Linked DNA regions of Sus scrofa: region 1 is linked to region 2. A link is a contact called in public HiChIP or PLAC-seq data. All regions are on one chromosome and are shown on one strand. The core of a region is the stretch at or near the end of the contact, and the rest is flanking DNA. Distances in the headings are between cores, read along the strand shown. Region 1 overlaps DNER (delta and Notch-like epidermal growth factor-related receptor). Region 2 has its middle 350 kb from the start of PID1.

Evidence for each region. HiChIP or PLAC-seq counts read pairs in DNA pulled down with a chosen protein or histone mark.
Region 1: a contact with region 2 is called in an H3K27ac HiChIP or PLAC-seq map of skeletal muscle, with 10 times the contacts expected there. The contact joins two enhancer-like sites. A contact is called at or near these places in 1 of 47 Hi-C or Micro-C datasets (heart right ventricle) and 1 of 2 datasets of contacts at active chromatin or transcription factors (skeletal muscle).

The regions. Positions count from the first base shown.
Region 1 is chr15:130,431,660-130,434,738 of Sscrofa11.1, forward strand. It overlaps DNER (delta and Notch-like epidermal growth factor-related receptor), which reads right to left. Exons shown (of 13, transcript XM_021076495.1): 11 at 1,694-1,825. Among named protein-coding and RNA genes, the nearest start is that of PID1, 220 kb to the left of the region's middle. Within about 2 kb of position 1,547, at least 12 of the 83 cell types and tissues checked have an H3K27ac peak or open chromatin away from gene starts, as enhancers often do. A contact at or near this core is called in skeletal muscle, where this site is marked.
Region 2 is chr15:129,864,422-129,867,362 of Sscrofa11.1, forward strand. No RefSeq gene overlaps it. Among named protein-coding and RNA genes, the nearest start is that of PID1, 350 kb to the right of the region's middle. Within about 2 kb of position 1,265, at least 10 of the 83 cell types and tissues checked have an H3K27ac peak or open chromatin away from gene starts, as enhancers often do. A contact at or near this core is called in skeletal muscle, where this site is marked.

The sequences.
Region 1 (3,079 bases), core at 297-2,796, 570 kb after region 2:
CCAAACTTATATATCTTTTGCCTATATTATCATCACCAGAGGGAGGTAAAATTTAGATTCTTTATAATTATCTAAAGCTTTATAATTACCTTTTTAAAATTATAACGTTTTTTATAATTATCTATAAACTTTTAGTTCAAAACTACTTAAGGGCATCCTTTCTGTTCCTGACTTTTTATCCACACTCCACCATATATTTATCTTCACAAATAGGATTTTAAAATTACAAATAGATACTTCTCTGCCCCCAAGGCATGGAACTTGTCATTTCTCAACTAAATTCAGCCACATGGTAAGCGCCATGCCCAGGGCAAGGACAGAGGTCCTGTTTGCCTACATCTGGGATCCTTTTCACCAACAGATCTCACCAGACTGGACTTAACACCCTATACCTACTTAAGTCTTAATATTCTATGTCAAATCACAGCCCTTCGCATTTGCACCGCTGGAATCCCTCTCCTTCCTTTTTTTTTCAACAAGAAGAGTATTTTTCGCCCCACTGTGAGCAAGGACAGTTGATCCTAAGACCATTCTGCAGGGAAGTATTTGGAAAGGTTGAGGGGAAGACCTAAAAGGAATTATCCTCTTCCCCGCTCAAGCTCTGGGCCAAGATGAAAGACAAAGTGTGAGCAGAGAAGAGCCCAAATAACACCTCCAGTACTGGTCAAGCTGCTGTTGAAGACTGTGGTCCATATTTGCAGATAAGAAGAGTTCCTGATACTGGCCACTCCCTGACCTCAGACACACACACACACACACACACACACACTAGGCATTAGACCAGCTCACTTTGCCATAGGCTGTGCTGGGCCACCAGTGAGGGGCCTGCTCTTGAAACACATAGAGCATGGAAGAGAAGAAGCAGCCGCAGGCCAGCCCAGGAAGGAGACAGACAGTGCTATGTAGACCTAGCTGCCTCCTTCCAAACTCACACAGCAGATGAGCTGGCTTTGCCCGTGAGGAGTAGGAGGCAAGAGGGCCCAGGAGGGAGCTGTTATGAAAGATTCAAACCCACCTGCTCTAATTAAAATGAGAGGAAAACACCTTTTACAGTTAAATTTTCAGCAGTTGACAAAACAACGAAAACTCAATTCCAGGGCAGTTCTCCTTTTCAACTCCCTCCCAATAGAGACATTATTTTAGTATAAAAAATCCCCATCCTGACACTGTCAAACCTCGTGGCTCCGTCTTTAGAGAACACTTCACTCCAAGCCCCTTAAAATGCTTTTTAGGTTTTCTTTTACACTCATCCTCACTGGACTTTTCTCCAGGCAACTGATGGAAATGAATACGTCTGAAGACACTTGAAGACATAACCGCAAAGTGAATTTACATTCTGCGTGTGTTTTGTTTTGTTTCGTTTTACTCTTTCAACACAAAGACGCTCTTTCTTGATACGATGCTAATGTTTCTCAGCTACGCACATTTTTGGCTCTCTTAGCAGCTGTGACCTCTGGATGACATCTGCATCTTCTCATCCCGGTGGAAAGACTGGATTCATAGAGCGAGTGGGAGCTGAATAAGGCAGTGAGCAAAAGTCTTCTGCTGGGACTCGGAGGTGCGGGTGACACGAGGTCCCCCCAGGGCCTCACCGCCTCGTCTACGAGGACTGGCTGGGTGCCACTGGCATCCTCTGCTTGTTGAATGAAAATGTAATGGCAAATAACAGTGACGGAGCTGCAGAAATACTTACGGATTTCACAGTTTGCTCCCACCCAGCCATGTGGGCAGTGGCAGGTATACCCATTGGGCTGGTCCAGGCAGGTCCCGGCGTGATGGCAGGGGTTACTGTCACATTCATTTATGTCGATGTCACAGTCTTCGCCTGAGGAGATTAAGAAAGGAGGCGGTGAGCCAGCTAGCTGCCCCAACGGCTCTGGCCCCCCCATCACTTCTCCGGCTAAGCCAAGCTCTGAGGCTGGGGTCCTGATCTCCAGCAATGCAGCCCAATTTGCTGTTTGCAATAAAGTGTCAAACCTCTCCCCAAATTCCAGACAAAGGATCCCCTATTGAAGTAAAACTAAAAAAGAAAAAACACGGCACCCGTCAAAAGACTCTCCTTTAATCCATTGAATTAGTTATCTGAAGCTGAGTCCTATGTCTGAATAAACCTTTCAAGGTTTACCGGAAAAACAAACTCGGGTTCCTGATTTTATTAAAGAAATCCATTTTGTTTTGGATTTAGTCAGTTGAATTGTCTGATTTTATTTTTCTGAGACTCCGGAAAGCCAAAAACTCACAGTTTATGATTTTTTGTTTGTTTGTTTTGGTAGCCAAGTGTCTGATTGTGTGAGTCTGGACATTTGGCTGTTTTCTGGATAGTTCTAGGGCCCAGCTGTGTGCCTAGCCTGAGTCAATGAGGAAAATATTCTCCTCTTGCCAAATTCCTGGATCTGCTTCTGGGAGGGACTGACATCCTCAGGGGGGACATTAAATCCACCTAAAGAAGGACAGTTGTGACTTCTGGGGTGAGCCCAGCTGCAGGGAGCTTGAGTCTGCTCCAGCCTGTCCGTCTCCCATAATGCAATCTGTGACTTGGGGCTCCTGATCATACGACACCCAGCATGCGGGGGGCACCCTTGTCCCCTCCCCACCAAGAAAGCCTGATTTAAACTAACAGATCAGAACACAGGCAGAAGTCACCATGGTCCAAAGACCAACAGCTTGTTATTAGAAATGAGACAAACAAAACCATCTTCATGTGATTTTTAAAGCCATGTGATGAGTCAATACAAAATGTGCACTCCTCTTAAAGACATCACAGCAAAGCTAAACAGAGGGTACGTCAAGCTGCGGCACTCTTTCTTAAAAGTTTGAAAACAAGAAAAACAAAATTGCAAATACACCTCCATTTGCTTAAATGTAAAAAGTGATTTTTAAAAAATCTCCTTGCTCTGCTATAGTCATAGTTAAAGCAAAAGAGCAAAATCAAATATCTTGTCCATTTTCAAAGGCAATGTTTTGGTGTCTCCTTCGGAAATTTCTTCTAGGTTCACTTACTTAGTTTTAAAGGGCTCTTAATCTGCCGTTGGTTTACCTTGTGTTTACAAAACCACCATACGTCACTCACAGACCATTT
Region 2 (2,941 bases), core at 15-2,514:
CATACAACAGTACTCTGGGTAGTAATTGCTCAGATCTCTGTAGGTTTTGTGTTGTTTTTTCACAGACTAGCAAACTGGGTTGTGCAAAGTCTCGCAAACCTGGAAGAGAAAACTAATTGTCAAACTAAGCAAGCATCCTGAAACTCCTCTGTCCCCACTCCATCTCTGACTCCCTATCAGAGGAAGAAGACAAATCCTGGAATAATTCTAAAATAAGAGCCCAAAAGGGAATTCCCGTAGTGGCTCGGTGGTTAACAAAACTGACTAGCATGCATGAGGATTTAGGTTTGATCCCTGGCCTTGCTCAGTGAGTTAAGGATCTGGCATTGCTGTGAGCTGTGGTGTAGGTTGCAGACACCGCTCAGATCCTGTGTTGCTGTGGCTGTGACATAGGCCAGCAGCTACAGCTCCAACTTGACCCCTAGCCTGGGAACCTCCATATGCTGCAGGTGCGGCCCTGAAAAAAGCAGAAAACAAAACAAAAAGCCCAAGAGAAGTAGGTTTGGGGTTTTCAGGTGGTTTCCCAAGAAAGTCTCAGTTTTAGAAATGACCTGATACTTAGTTGTTTCATCAAATGGGATTTTAGTATTTGCTTTATTGACAAGGCAGCTTTGCAGATTAAAAAAGAAAAATAAAAAACCCAGCCCTGGACATAACCACAAAGTTTAGCCTGTAAATAGCCCTAGTGCCAACCCTGTTTGAGATCTCTGAGAGAACATCATTTTTCTTTTCCCAAGCTACAGCAGAAAGACTAGAATGTTCTGAGGGGCAGAGTCAATAGTCCCATTACTTTCATTAAAATGAATTTACAGGTATTTATTAAGTACCTAACCATGTTTCTAAAACCATTCTACATGATGGAAATACAGTCCTAATAAAAACAAATCCTTTACATTCTAGTTGGAGGGACGTAAACAATAAACAATAAAACCTAAGATATTTTAAATGGTAATAAGTGCTCAAGAAGGAAAAATCACACCAAGGAAGAGGTTTATAGGATATTAGTGGTCTGTGGGCAACATTTGAGACAGGATGGGTTGGGAGCCTTCCCTGGACAGGGACTTTTGAGTACAGCCTGAATTCTCACCAAGGTGAAGGGACTCAATGGGTGTCAGCAGGAGAGTGTTCCATGCAGAGGAAACAGCCAGAGAAGGAGTGACCCTGGAGTGCTCTGGCAACAGTAAGGAGGTGTGATGGCCATGAAAACGCCCTGCTTGGATTCCCTGCTGGGAAGGCAATAGTTGGCTACAGCCGCAGCTGCCATTCCCCCTGGATGGGGAATGTGATTCCTTTCAGCCACTGGCCAGGAGCAGCACTGGGGAGTGTGGCCTCAGCGTGAACATGGTGGTGCGTCCAGGCTGAGGATTCCTCTCATCATAACTTTGAGGACTTGGGAGGCTTCCCCATCAGCCCGGCCACTATTCAGGTGACACTATTCTAACATTCCTTTCCTGTATATGGCACTCCCTGTGTCATGGTACGGAAAACCCTGCCCACCTTCCCACTTCCTCCTCTTAGTTCCCTGGCATTTTGAGAACTGCAGAATTCTCTGCAGACCCATATCAACTCTGCCCAAAGCCTTGCATGAAGAGACTTGACCAAACTTGAGCAGGACTCCTAGCAACATAGGCTGTGTCTCTAAGATGACCCCCGCCCACCAATGCCGGCCTGATAAAGCTCAATACCACTGGGAACATTCACTCTTTCCTCTAGCCAACATCTGAGGACATGCCCTTTCTTAGATTTACTGGAAAGGGCTTACAGCCATGATGATGTATCTTGCACAACTAGAAGCATCTTTCTCAAAGCTGGGAGAGCCATTCCTTTGAAAGACTACCCTTAGGAAAGATCAGGCCTTTGCCTCCCAGGCGCTGTGGGGGATAGAGTCCTGACTTAAGTAGTTATTGGCTAGCAAGCATAGCTGGCCTAATCACATATACACTAACCCTTTGTGATTTTTTCACTTCTCTGCCTCTGTTGAGACCCAGCTTCCCTCTCTCTTTTACTCTTCCACCACCCCCCCTTTTCTTTTCTTTTTCTTTTTTTTTTTTTTTTTGGTCTTTTTAGGGCACACCTGCAGCATACAGAAGTTCCCAAGCTAGGGATGAATTGGAGCTGCAGATGCTGGCTGATGCCACAGACACAGCAACATCATCCAAGCCACATTCTTGACATACCCTGCAGCTAGTGGCAACACTGGATCCTTAACGAACTGAGCGAGGCCAGGGATTGAACCCACATCTTCATGGATACTAGTCACATTCTTAACCCACTGAGCCACAACGGGAAATCCTCGTTCATTCTCACTTTAAAATGCTCAAAACGTTCTGAACAATTCAGACTGGGCTTCAGCTATTTCCCTTACTGTCAGCAGTTACTGAATAAATTCCGTTTTCATCACTTTAATTAATGTTCAGCTACACTTATCTTTGACAATTTCTACTAGTAAATCTCTTGTCCATCTCGTTCCATCTCGATGCCTGTTTCTTGGAGAAACAAAACTAACATAGGAGTCCATTCTGGCTGGAGTCTCTGAAAGTGGACTAGGGATGGATGGGTGGATGAAGCCAAGGAGGCAGGAGTGGATAAGGTCATGGTTGGACTGGAACTTTTATTTTGAGTGCGATGAGGAAGAAATAAAGAGTTTTGAGTAGAGAAAGGACATGATCTGCCTTTTCTTTCTTTCTTTCTTTCTTCTTTCTTTCCTTTTTTTTTAAGGATCCCTCTGGCTGCTTGGCATGCACAAGGTCAGGAATCCCAAGAGAAGCCTGTCATAATAACCAACAGGAGGGGTGGCTTGCATCCAGCTGGTGTTAGTAGGGGTGATAGAAAATGGTCATACTCTAGATACGCTTTGAAAACAGAACTAAAAACATCTGCTGATGGAACAAATGTGGACTGTGGAAGTAAAAGAAGGTCAATAGAGAAAATCAGGTCATCA